Regions from separate parts of the Mus musculus genome. Here regions 2, 3 and 4 are each linked to region 1. The links are chromatin contacts, called in public Hi-C maps. All regions are on one chromosome and are shown on one strand. The core of a region is the stretch at or near the end of the contact, and the rest is flanking DNA. Distances in the headings are between cores, read along the strand shown.

The links. A called contact is a pair of places that touch in the nucleus more often than the background predicts.
Region 2: a contact with region 1 is called in a Hi-C map of uterus, with 2.2 times the contacts expected there. The contact joins two enhancer-like sites. A contact is called at or near these places in 3 of 39 promoter capture datasets (the HPC-7 cell line, HPC-7-derived erythroid cells and stem cell-derived epiblast-like cells), 1 of 484 Hi-C or Micro-C datasets (uterus), 1 of 115 datasets of contacts at active chromatin or transcription factors (embryonic stem cells) and 3 of 9 other capture datasets (adipose tissue, liver and pancreatic islet).
Region 3: a Hi-C map of pancreatic cancer cells shows a contact between it and region 1, with 3 times the contacts expected there. The contact joins two enhancer-like sites. A contact is called at or near these places in 5 of 39 promoter capture datasets (the 3T3-L1 cell line, the HPC-7 cell line, HPC-7-derived erythroid cells and 1 more), 1 of 15 datasets of contacts at CTCF or cohesin (the NIH/3T3 cell line), 17 of 484 Hi-C or Micro-C datasets (the C2C12 cell line, the HPC-5 cell line, the NIH/3T3 cell line and 9 more), 1 of 115 datasets of contacts at active chromatin or transcription factors (pancreatic cancer cells) and 3 of 9 other capture datasets (adipose tissue, liver and macrophages).
Region 4: a Hi-C map of pancreatic cancer cells shows a contact between it and region 1, with 2.4 times the contacts expected there. The contact joins two enhancer-like sites. A contact is called at or near these places in 1 of 39 promoter capture datasets (macrophages), 1 of 15 datasets of contacts at CTCF or cohesin (the NIH/3T3 cell line), 1 of 484 Hi-C or Micro-C datasets (pancreatic cancer cells), 1 of 115 datasets of contacts at active chromatin or transcription factors (pancreatic cancer cells) and 1 of 9 other capture datasets (adipose tissue).

What each region holds. Positions count from the first base shown.
Region 1 is chr1:150,114,072-150,117,285 of GRCm38.p6, forward strand. No RefSeq gene overlaps it. Among named protein-coding and RNA genes, the nearest start is that of Ptgs2, 16 kb to the left of the region's middle. Within about 2 kb of position 1,565, at least 62 of the 459 cell types and tissues checked have an H3K27ac peak or open chromatin away from gene starts, as enhancers often do. A contact at or near this core is called in the NIH/3T3 cell line, the STO cell line, pancreatic cancer cells and 1 more, where this site is marked.
Region 2 is chr1:150,224,407-150,227,620 of GRCm38.p6, forward strand. No RefSeq gene overlaps it. Among named protein-coding and RNA genes, the nearest start is that of Ptgs2os2, 61 kb to the left of the region's middle. Within about 2 kb of position 1,660, at least 1 of the 459 cell types and tissues checked has an H3K27ac peak or open chromatin away from gene starts, as enhancers often do. A contact at or near this core is called in uterus, where this site is marked.
Region 3 is chr1:150,200,739-150,203,952 of GRCm38.p6, forward strand. No RefSeq gene overlaps it. Among named protein-coding and RNA genes, the nearest start is that of Ptgs2os2, 37 kb to the left of the region's middle. Within about 2 kb of position 1,498, at least 12 of the 459 cell types and tissues checked have an H3K27ac peak or open chromatin away from gene starts, as enhancers often do. A contact at or near this core is called in the STO cell line and pancreatic cancer cells, where this site is marked.
Region 4 is chr1:150,041,529-150,044,742 of GRCm38.p6, forward strand. No RefSeq gene overlaps it. Among named protein-coding and RNA genes, the nearest start is that of Ptgs2os, 57 kb to the right of the region's middle. Within about 2 kb of position 1,748, at least 28 of the 459 cell types and tissues checked have an H3K27ac peak or open chromatin away from gene starts, as enhancers often do. A contact at or near this core is called in the NIH/3T3 cell line and pancreatic cancer cells, where this site is marked.

The DNA.
Region 1 (3,214 bases), core at 315-2,814:
AAATATATTATTAAGGACTCAAAATGATTGCTTCTCCCTCCTCTTTTTTTCTTTTTTTCTTTCAGGCCCCATAGATTCATTGAGCCCCTTCCTCCTATCTGGCCCTCTTTAAAGATCCTTTCCTCCCTCTCCCAGAAACACTGACTTTTTCAGAACTTAACAGCCACAGGCTAAAGATATAGTAAAGAAAAGAGCTTAAGATAAGTAGTAAAAGTTCTCTGTTATGTAATCTAAGAAATAAGAATCATTTTAGCAAGATCCACCCCTCATTAAACTCAATCAGAATTCAAGAGAGATCAGATTGGGTGTTGCTGTGTTTAATGTTTAATTAAATTGAATTTAAATTTTTGTTTTAAAGTTTTATATTAAAATTATTTGCAATTTCTACTAAACTTTTTTATATTTGCATTTTAATTATTTTTAAGTTTACATTCTGTGTGTGTGTGTGTGTGTGTGTGTGTGTGTGTGTGTGTGTGTGTAAAACTTGCCAGAGTTGACTCTCTTTCCCATTCTACCACCTGGGTTCTGGAAATTAGATTCAAGTTGTCAGACTTGTGTTCTTACCACTGTCATGGTTAGGGTTTTATTGCTGTGAAGAGACAACATGACAGCGGCAACTTTTATCAGGAGACATTTAATTTTGGCTGACGTACATTCAGAGGTTTAGCCCAATATCATCATGGCTGGCAGGAGGCATGGCTGGGGCACAGGCAGACTTGGTGCTGCAGAGGCTGAGAGTTCTACATCTGGGTGGAGGGTGAACAGGCAGCAAGTAGGAAGACAGAGATACTGGACTGAACATTTGAAATCTCAAAGCCTACCCTCGGCCCCCAGTGACACACATCCTCCAAGGTGACATTTCCTAATAGTGTCACTCCTTATGGGTCTCAGGGGCCATTTTCATTCAGACCACCACTACATCCTCTGAGCCAGCACATCAGCTCTTGTGGTTTGTTGTCTGAGACACTCTTCTATAACATACTTTTGGAACTCACTATGTAGCCTAGGCTGGCCTTCAATTCAAGGCGTTCCTTCTGCCTCACCCTTCCAAATGCTCAGGTTGCAGATGTGAGTTATGATATTCAAGCGATATTTTAAGCAATGCACAAGTCATTGGAGAGGTCCATGTACATTCGCTCTCAGAAATGAATACTCCAATTACATAGAAGCCACATTTCCAGGAAGTGCTCAAGAAAAGAGTCATGATTCCACAAAATTAAGAACACAGAACAAGCCACATACAGTTCACACCCCAGTAGTTTTCTTTCCTAGATAATTACAAACAAAAGCAGCCAGGAGTTTGAGTTAGGCTAACCTTGCACCCTGGGGACTCCATCACTAACTCTCTATCTCAGGAACTCCCATCACGTGGCCTCTGTGGGGATGGAGTTCCCTTGCCTTTCACTTGCCCCTATTGTTCCGAGTAGGTGATGTGGTAGCATTATTGCGTGACTTTCCCCTGGCTCTTAACCAAAACTGTTCATAATGACGACATTCACAAACACAGGGCGGGGTATGCTCTTGAGAGAATGTCTTGCACTGACTTAGCATTCTGAAAGAGGCTAAGAAAAGGGGCCAATGGGTAAACACTCTTGCTCCTTAAGCAGTAAAAAGGGTGGCGATGACTCACATGACAAGAATGTTCCTTTCGCCCACACCCTGAAACCTCCCCTTTAAAATGCAAAATCTAACATTATCATGCTATATTTTATTTAGACTTAATTTATCTAGAGTATTATCTAACCTCTCACTGCTGAGGTTTTATAATGCTCCTTAATTTGGAGGAAATCCTGCTTGAAAGAAAGAACTTGATCAATCCAGTCCGGTGCGGGTGGTACCAGCAGAGGCAGGAGGCTGGGTTTTTTGCTTTCTTGGTTTTGTTTTGAGGCCAGCTGGACTCTGACTTAAAAATAAGTAAATAAATAGATAAATAAATAAATAAACACATAAATTGTACTTGTATAAAATCTCCAATTTGGGGGACTTTCAAACTGGATACATTAGCAATGGATATTCTTTATTATTTTTTTTAAATTCTTTTCACACCTACAAAATGATACATGCCATAAATATTCATTTATTTATTTATTTGTTTATTTATTTATTTATTATTATACACAAGTACACTGTAGCTGACTTCAGACACACCAGAAGAGGGTGTCAGATCTCATTACAGGTGGTTGTGAGCCACCATGTGTTTGCTGGGATTTAAACTCAGGATCTTTGGAAGAGCAGTCAGTGCTCTTACCCGCTGAGCCATCTTGCCAGCCCCATAAATATTCTTAAAATAAATTTACATTAGTAGGTTAATTTAGAGCAGAAACTGTGTTTATGTTTAGCAATTTAGGATTCCATTTGAAATCACTAGAGAGACATTGCGATTACAATGCAATGGTGGATCACTAGACAAATTCTGACGCTGTAAACCTTGCAAATTCCCTATTGATAACACTCAGGTGATCAAGATGTGGCGGTGCCCCAGGTTCCCGGAGTTCTCAGGCTTTGCAATTAGACAGCCTGGTTTGCTCTGGCTCTTCCCATTTCCAGCTTTGTGGTAAATAAAACACCCACATTCCTCATCTTTAAAAGGCAAACTAGAGAACGCAGATGGAGCTAGGTTGGTGGTGTCTGCTTAGCATGTAGGAAGACCTTCGTTCTAGCCTCACCTTAGAGCTCGAAATTTGCTGTGGTGGTACAGACTTGTAATTCAAGAGGCCTAAACATTCTCCAGGTGGAGGCAGGAGGATAGTCCTCAGCTACATAACTCATTCGAGGCTAGCCTGGTATATGAGATACATCAAAAAAACATGACAATGATAAGTTATTTTTCTGCGATTAGGAAAGTGATTCTTGTTCCGCCAATACAGGCAACTGTTAAAAATCCTTATTTCAATTCAATTTCTTAACTAAATTAAATGCTTGCTAATATTTGATCAAACTAAAAACGTAAATAAAAATGAAAGTAGAGGCATGTAAGCAGTGACCAGGTCTGTAATCCCAAGGGTTTTGTCCAGTCAGAGTCAGTTGTTCGCAATTTATTTTTTTTCTGTTTCAAACTATCACTCAAGGCAAATTGACATTAAAATAATTACTATGTTGTGTGTGGACACAGCTGGCATGTTGTGGAGGTCAGAGGACAACTTGAGGTTCATCTTATGCTTTTCAGGGGATCAAACTCAGGTCCTCAGACTTGCCAGCAGGTGACTTTACCTTT
Region 2 (3,214 bases), core at 410-2,909, 110 kb after region 1:
CCGTACATGAGAGATCATTTACTCTGCTCAGTACTTCACTTTCTATGCCAGTGGCAGGTCCCAGGTTGTGACTTTGCCCTCTGACAACTGTGGTTCACAAATCTTCCTTCAGCTCAATTAATTCGCTTAAGCAGCTCACGGAATTCTTTTAGATTTTTAATACAAAGGTTATTACAGATAATGCAGATGAATAGCCAGATAAGTAGGGCACAGGGTATAAGACACGGATACCCCAGGTTTCAGGCTCCAGACTCCAGTCCCCTGTGCCATTCCTAGCAATCATTCCTGAAGAAATATATGTATCCAAAATAGGTACATGGCTTTCTAAATTAACCATAACAAGAACATATCACAAATGATAATGAGTGTTCAATAATCTGAGACTCAGAAAGAAAGTGCTGTCCAGACATGTTCCAAAGCCATTTTTTGTTGCTGTTTCTTCATTGAGCAGATATAATTGATTCCTTCATCAGCTGCTTGTCATTACTCCAACTTTCAGTCCTCTCCCTTCACTAGAGTTCAAAAGATAGGAACTGAGAGTAGAATAAGTAGATTAAGACTGTTTCCCCCGAAATTCAGACCACGTATGTATTCAGCAATATCATGGTACTAACTGTAGTAAGTAGGCCTTGTTAAGCCTTAGGTCAATGGTATCTGAAAGAAGCTTAAATGAGAAAACAACATATTGGAAATATAAATATTATAAATACTTTTCTGTATACACTCTGGAAAGTGGGTTGCACTTGGAAAACTGAAGAATGAAAAAGTAATAATCTAACTCAGGTTGTCAGGGCTTAGAATGAAACCAATGATTTAAATTCTCTCCAGAATTGGTTCCATCTGATTAAAAGGAGACATTGACTACAGCATTTTTCTCTTTAGGTTTAATTAATTTTTAAAATTTCTTTATTTTATTGAGACTGGATCTCACTATAATGCTCTGGCTGACCTGGGATTTGCTTTGTGGCTTTCAACTCACAGAATCTACCTGCCTGTGCCTCTCAAGTACTGGATTAAAGGCGGGCACCACCAAAACCAGTTACTCTAAGTTTTGTTTTGTTTTGTTTTAATAAACTAATTTAGTCACATCTTGAAAAGAATATTCTAACATAAAAGGGAAAATAATTCTTTCATAATAAATGGGAAACCAAATGATAAAATGTAAATGGTAAAACTCCCCCGCATGATACAGAAAAGTCTCCCTTGCTCCATCTTTAACATTCTAGTACTCGTCAAATAAACCTAAACAGACGTCCTAAGAAGTCACACCTCAGAATGACCCACACGGTTTGTTTCCTGTTAGATACAAACCTCCCTGTTGTTCCGCTCTATAATTTCACTTGAATACATTTCAGCAATGACTCAGCTTCTCAGCCTACCAATAATCTACTGAGAAAATGGCATGTTCTTCACGTACAGCAGCTGGAACACAACCAAAAACTTTGCTCAGATTGCCCCCCACCCAATTATCTCATTCCCAGCTCAAAAAGTGGCACACTTCCTTGTAAAATCAGTGAGAGGCCGAACTCTAAATACCATGACAAAGAGTGAAAGTTAATTGCAAACATCAAAGGGACATCATTGAGGGATTACCTTGACCTGTATTTGGGGGGCTTGGGTTCCTTTGATGAGGCCACTGCCTGGGATCTGTGCAGACTTGCCTCTACTATGCAGGGTGAGTCACAATCATCCAGGTCCAGCAAGCTTCAATAGGTACCACCATGGCATAGCTGAAAGCACAATGCACTCTTGCTTTGTGGTTCTTGAGCCTTAACACATCAGCAAGGTTTTAGTTAAGACCTTTATTTCACTAATACAATCTCACTTTACCCCATTCCTTGCTCATCTCCCCATCACAGCTCAGATGAGTAGCTGAGCTAAGGTAATGGTGATAGCTGGTCCTTTCTGGTCATTATGTATTAATTCACATAATCTTTATAAGAACCCAATTAGATATGTAAGGAAGTTATCTTTAGCACAGATAACATAACAAGACCATAATTTAATAAACCACAGCTGGAGGTAGTCAATGGTCTAGTTCAAATTTGAACCTTTGTCACTGGCCAACCATCACACGATGGTTCTAAGGCCTATACTTAGAACCATTGTACTACAACCATTCTTGGCTTCATATCTTTTTGGGCAACTTAAGGCTTTGGTGAATGGACTTTTTCTAGATTTCTAACATGTCTTGAGAATCATCTCATGGACACTGTCTCACCCAGCATAGGAACAGTAACCCCCGCCTAAGTTAAAGCTAATCTTTACATTTCCAGCCTTCTGGCAACAGCACCTCCAAAGTTCTTCCTTCTCCTTGCTTCATTTTGATGGAGTCAGACTGACTGTTTGATCTGCTTTTCCCGCCTAATACCTGTATGGTAGAAAGTGTTTTCCTCAGTTGAGAACTAGTGGTAGCAAAGAAAAAATAAGGAAGGCTCTCTCTTCATTGAATCAGTGACAATAATGAAAGGAAGTTCTCTCTTCTACACAAATTGTAAATGGTTGCTAGGCTGAAAGATCCTAATTTGCCAGCCACTAATCAAGATATGTTTTCCTCTGGGGACAGTTTACTAGGCCAAAATCACACCTACCCTCTGCAGTTTTGTAAGAGGCCCCATCATCTCTTGTTTGACTCAGCAGGACATATCCCACCTGGTTTCCTAGACACCCATACTTCATCATTTTACATTCTGGTCTTTACATTCTGTCCTAAAAAAATCTACAAAAGACAGATCTAGCAGAGTTACAACTATATATGATGCTCCAGTGACTCTCTACTGATCTTAAGTACAACATTTCAAGATACTATCAGTTCCCTAGCCCCACAATTTCCAAAACTCATCTTTTATAATCTTTCCCAGAAGTGGACTGAAGTGGATTGAATGAGATTAGCCCTCATAGGCTCATATATTTGAGTTCTACCTAGTGGGTAGAACTGTTTGAGGAAGATTAGGAGATGAGGCCTTGTTGGAGGAGGTATGTCACTGGGGATGGACTTTGAGGTCTCTCACTCTCTGTTATAGAGGCTATTTCAAACACTTAAGCTCTCAGCACTGCTCTAGAGCCATGCCTGCCTGCCTGCTGCCATGTTCCCTGCCATAATGGCCATGGACCCACCCTCTGAACTCTAAGCAAGCCCCCAGCTAAATGAGTCCCTTTATAAGTTTGTCTTGGTCATGGTGTCTCTTCACGGCAAAGAAGAAGTAACTGAGAC
Region 3 (3,214 bases), core at 248-2,747, 87 kb after region 1:
GGGTTTGTTTTAATCCTGGGTATACTAATTTGACCACTAAAAAGGATATCATTTACTTAATTTCTTTATCAAATTGTGAACATTTTAAAAGTTATACATACTTCATATTTAGGATCCAATGTGTTCAAAAATAAGAAATCTCCCTTTTGAGGCTCCAAGGCCTGACACTATTATTAATGCTGTGGTGTGCTTGCAGACAGGAGCCTAGCTAGCATGGCTGCCCTCTGAGAGGCTCAACACACAGATGAAAGAGTCAGATGCAGACACTTACACCCAACCAATGAACAGAAGCTGGGGACCCCTGTGGTTGAACTAGGGAAAGGATGGAGCAAGCTAAGGAGAAGGGTAATCCCATAAGAAGATCAGCAGTCTCAACTAACCTGAACTTTGAGACCTCAAATACACTGAGCCTCCAACCAGGCAGCATACACTAGCTGATATGAGACCCTGGACACATATAAAGCAGAGGACTGCGGGGTCTGGCCTCAGTGAGAGAAGCAGCACCTAACCCTGGAGAGACTTGAGACCCCAGGGAGTGGGGAGGCCTAGCAGGGTAGGGGTGGGAATGGGGACATCCTCTGGGAGACAGGGATGAGGTGGGGGTTGGGGAATGGGATGAGGAACTATCAGAGGGTGGAACAGGAGGGGGATAATGACTCAACTTTTAAAAAAGATTAAAGATAATTTTTTTAAAATTCTCTCTTTTGTTCTTAGTCACGATAAATGCAGTGATTTATTGGACATCTCCAAAAGTTTTCTCCTCCTTTCTATTTGTGGTTCCTTGGCTTTCTTTGTGGTCTTCCCTCCCTAGAAAATTTCAGAAACATTATAGATTTAGAGATGTTGATGGAGCCCCAGATGGAGGTTTAATCAGTAGATAACTTTCCTTTTTACTTTCTTTTTTCCCTTTCTCTCTCCCTTCCATCAATCCAACCTTTCTTCCTTTCTCTTTTTTATTCTTTCTTTTCATCCTAGTATCATACTCCTGATGACCCAAATTAAGTCAGACAGTCACCTAGACTCTAGCAGCTATGGACAGTAGGCTAGAATTTACCATAGAAACAGCATCACTCCTATATGACACTAGAGGGGAAAGACAGTGTTGGGGAAAGTAGAAAAGGGCCAAGGGGCATTATATTGACTATCCAATCAAATAAAGGACTTATTCTCCAAGTTCAAACAGCTCAGAAACTAGAGCTACAAGTGACAAGCAAAAGTAATCTGATTTTTCTTATCTTTTCCTTTCCCTGTGATTTAGTTACAATGCCTTGTTAAGATGCTAAGTGGTGTGGAACAGATGATAAGCAGAGATACACTATATTCTGAACCATAGCGAATTCATAGCTAGATATACAAAAACTGACGCCTAGCAATTTTACCAAAAAGTATTCATTGATGCATTAAAAATATTAAATGTCCCAAGATCATATTGTTTGAGGAAAAAAATACAGCATACTACAGCCCTCTCCTGGAGAGTCATGATATACACTTAGGTTCTGCTTTTTAAGATAACATTTTTTTAAACAAGAGGACAATTGTTTGTGTTCTGTGTTTCTTCTCTTCTAAAGGCTTTGGACTCACTGTTTTCTGCACATCAATTTATCTTAGTTCTGTGAGTGGCCTCAAGTTTTTTTACATGCTAAAGCCCTCACTGTTGCTTAAATTTAGGATAGATAAGTGTTTTGGAGGGCTGGACAGTTTTTAGGTAGTGGGGGTCCACAGGCCTGGGGACCTAAATGTAAGCGTTGGGTTAGGAAGACATCTTTGGCTTCATCATGAGTCAGGCCCTGGTCTGACTCTAACAAATTCTACCATATTCAATGTTTTGAATACTTTTCTATTCTGATTTCATTCCCAAAGCAGCTAGGATTTTGGAGAAATCTAATGCAATTCATCAAAAGAATGCTAAACCCCTTGAGATAAAGGCTACATTGTAGTTATGGTTTCTATAGTTAGTTTAAAAAAAAGTCCATAAAGATTTTTTAATAACAACATGGAACTTTATTAAATCTTTATTATATTGATCTCTTCTAATAAGTAGTAGATCATGATAGAAAGCATTACAGAATAATTCAGGAGTAATGTAATCATACAAATTCAAATTTTTCATGGAACTTCGAATTCATCTTCTCTAAAAGTTTATTTTTAAGAAAATGTTAAAGAAAAACAAAAATAAACAAACAGAAGAGACCTTACCATGGAAAGTGGTATCTATTAGAGTCAGGCCTCTCATGGAGAATAAGGCATCTTAAAAGAAAACATGTTACCATAAAGCCTACACTATCATAGAAAACTAAAACAATGAGAAATAGAATTGTTGGCATGACAGCTAGAGTTGTAAGGCCATTTTACACTGGGTTCAAAGACATGTCAGCCTAGGTAGCTTCTCCTTCATTGGTGCTTGAACAAATTGTTACTGTGAATCACCAAGCATAGAGAAAGATCTTGGTGACTACGAGAACACATCTTACCGGGTGACTTTTAATGTGTGTGTGTGTCATTTATATCAAAGGATCATGGGGCTATCCCACATTGCAACTATGAATTACAAGAAATTTAAAGGGAAGTTTTTGAAGATTAAAGATTGGAAAATCCCTACTCCTTCTGTCGCAATGAAAAAAAAATCCCATGTAACTGATAAAATAAATAAAGGATATATTCAAATAGACGTTTCAAATAAATCATTGGCATACATGTAAATTGAGCCCATGTAGACAGATACGGTGAAGGGAAGAGATACAGGAGGCAGGAACAGGAAATCATTTCTAAATAAAATACAAGTGCAGTTGATTAAGAAAAAGGAATGTTTCCTTATAATCTTTTTTCTTTCATTGAATGTAAATTCTATTCTCACATAAACTATCCTGATAACAGTCTTCTTTCCCTCTACTCCTCCCAATTCCTCTCCCACTCCCCCCACCCCACTCCCTTTCTGTCTCTCATTAGAAAAGAACCAGTTTCTAATATAAAATATCAAAATATAACAAAATAAAATATAGTAAGGTTTAAAAAAAAACTATCACATTGATGTTAGACAAGACAAACAATCAGGAGAGTTAAAGAGAAGGCACACACACTCAGGACTTCCATCAAAACACTAAACTGAAAGTCATACATTAAGTGTAGAGGGCCTGGTAAAGACCTCTGCAAGGTATTTCAGTGTCTGTAAGTTCATATGAATCTTGCTCATGCTCTGACAAGAGAGATTTGATGG
Region 4 (3,214 bases), core at 498-2,997, 72 kb before region 1:
CCAGCTCTCTCCTGGTAGGATTTGGGTATGGAGAACTGTGACACAGGATCAGTTCTGGGGCACAGACAGAAACTAGAAGCAGTGGTGCACTTGTTAATGGGACTTTCTCTTCTGTGTTGAGGATGCAAAACATTTTCCCTGACTGTCAAAGAAAGAAATTGGATGTGCACCTCCAGATACAATGCATTTTCTGTATGAATACTGGATGGATTTGGCCCACAGGAGTCACTGGCAGAACTACAAAAGGCACAAGGGCAGTTTCCTCTCGTATGTCTTTCCTGCCAAACTGCCCCAAGCTGATTGAATTCCTTCGATGAAAGTCATGATCCTTTTAAGCAGCCTCCTGCACATAGTCTCTTTCATTAGATACCAATAATGCCATCCACCCTTTACTACTTCATTCAAGCCTGTAGGCAGTAAAGTCTTATCACAACATTGTGCTCTCCCTTTTAACTTTTAGATGTAATTTTCTCCTGAAAGTAGTTTATGTTTTACCAGTACCCCACTGACGTGAAGGTTCATTCTTATGTCTCCAGCAACAATTCCTGCACAAAGTTAGCTTGCAGATGCCAGGATGTGCGTTTTGGCATATATGGTATGTATGTGGGATGGGGTGGGCGAAGGAGGGGAGGAATAGGGGATCCCCTCTCCATATAACTGATGTTGCAGTTGATATTCAGCTAAGTGTTTCCTGAATGGATCTGAAATTCTAAACCTAAGAAATGGGACCTGGCAGCCTAGTTGATCAGGTACATAGATTCTGCTTCTTCAGAAGCAATTTTGAGAATACGCATCCTTTAGAGAGGTGTCCATTGCTTCTACTTGCCAGAAGTTTCTAACAGAGTAAGTCTTAGTAGCCAAAAACCTTCTATAGACCCAGAATTCAGTGTGTGGGTTAGTCAGTAAACTTTGCCACTGGATAAAAACAGTCATCCTTAACTTATAGCCCGTTGTAGTAACATGTACCTTTAACCTCAGTATTCAGGAGGCTTAGGTAGGAGGAGCTCCCTACATTTGACATCAGCCTCAGTTATATGAGGAGTCCCAGGCCCACTAAGACTAAAATAGTTAGACCTATTTAAACAAACAAAAAAAATCAACAGTAATTATTTTTCTAACACACGAGTTAATATAATAAAATCATATAATTAATCTGGGCCAGGGGTGGCAAAAACAAGAGTTGAAGTTTTGTTATTGAATTGATGTTAACATGGCTGGAATGGAAAAGTCCTAGAACCATGGTGGTGAAGCATTTTAGACTGTCCAGTGACCATCTCCGTGTCTGTATCTGGAAAGAAACATAGCTACCATTTCTGAGCACTTTATTGCATATCAACAACTAGGCATTTTAATAACACTAACTCATTTAATTTTCATGAAAAGGTGGGCACTGTCTCCGTCAACTCCAGCTCTACCTCTGAGTGAGCTGAAACACAGATGTAAGTAATTTAATAACATGAGGCATCTGCTCCGAGCTTGTTCTCTTAACTGTACCAAGTGACCTTTGTCACTGGAGCACTCTCATGCTAAATGTGTCATCTTCAGGGTTTGTTAGCTGAGTCTCCTTATTTGGAGCTTTATTTCCTTCCTGAGACAGAAGAGTAGAACGCGCCCTCTTGATTTCCATGTCCTGATTTCTCAGGTCACTGATACACAATACTTTGCCCATGAATCCACTGGACCCTTCCCTCTTCCCTGCCTCTGGAGTCATTTCATAGTAATGCATGACCATTGACATAACACAGGACCACTGGCACCTGTGTTTATTTTAAACTGACAACGTCATTACTCACATTCAATGCTTACCCTGTCTGGATCTCACTTCAGATAATGCCTCTAGACAACATTCCAGCTCTAAATACCTCAGCAATTACAGAGCTGGGCCTGGAGAAATTACAAACTACCACTGAAACCTCAAAGTTAAAAATGCCATGGTTGACACAATGGCTGTCATGCCAGCACCCAAATATATTGTCCTATGTGTTTCAGGAGGGCTTGGGATAGGGTCTCATTTAGTAACACAGGCCTTGTGTTCTCAATCCTTCTGCCTTCATGTGTGGAATACATGGCCTACCAACAGATACCAAGACCAAACACAACAGGTTATTGCCTTTGTATCTTCCAAAGCTTTTCGATTTTTCCCAATCTCTCCCTCCTATGATACTTCTTTCTGATTCTTTTATTATTACCCCATTTCTATGGGAACATGTGCATGAGATCTTTTGCTCAGTGAAGGAAGGCTGCTGTCTTCTCAACTTTAGTTTGCTGTCTTTGAGGTCCTCTGTGACCCAAAGCAAAACAGGCACTGAAGAAAGTGGTAGCATAATGTCTAGAGAGAAAAAGATAGCTTCACTGACAATAGGATCCACGTGTGCTCCAAATAAGAAAAGAAAAAGCAGGATTGTGGTGGGTGATTTTTTTTCAACTAATTTAATTACTCTTTAGGGACTAAATTAAAAATAGCCCCTTGATTAAAAATAACTCAGTTCTCCTTTTTTAATTGAACCAGCATTTGCACAAATGTCACAGCTGGAACAGCGGCACTCAGAACCTCGGTGCTTCATGGAAAATACAAATAAGTAGCCAGGTCATACTGGTCTGCCTGATCATACTGAAGATAGAGCATCTTTAAATGTTAACAGATGTGTGAACAAAGGTTTTCATTGATTTCCAATTGGTTGATTGATTGACGTGGAACTTTCTTTAGATGTCGGGGTAAGGTTGAGCCAACAGAAGAGCCAAGGTAGCATGTGCTACTTTGAATATTGAAACTAGAAGTTCACATGATGATGGCTCCTTTTTGAGACCTGTTAAAGAAAATATCCATTGTAATTACTAAAGGAAAAGAGTCCTTTGAGATCCATCAGGAATTGTATGGGCAACCTAACATCCTTGCTGTTTGTGTCTCAGTTTTACTTGAAGTATAAATTGTTTGAGAGGTGATCTAAATTTGTTTCAAGCAGTTTTATTATCCAGAGCTTTTTATTCGTTCATTAGGCTTTTTGTCCCAAAGTACAGTTCACATTTCTTGTGCTATTACATTTAATAGCACTTTGACTGATGGATAAATGTTTGGGGGCACCTACTTTGTGTTAGGAATTAATGACAGAGCCTAAGCATGAATGAATAACTAACTCAGCTTCTTGGAGGTCACGTGGGAAATGACTGGCCCATACTTACTTAGCTGTGACATGTTGTTTGTGTTTAGGAACAA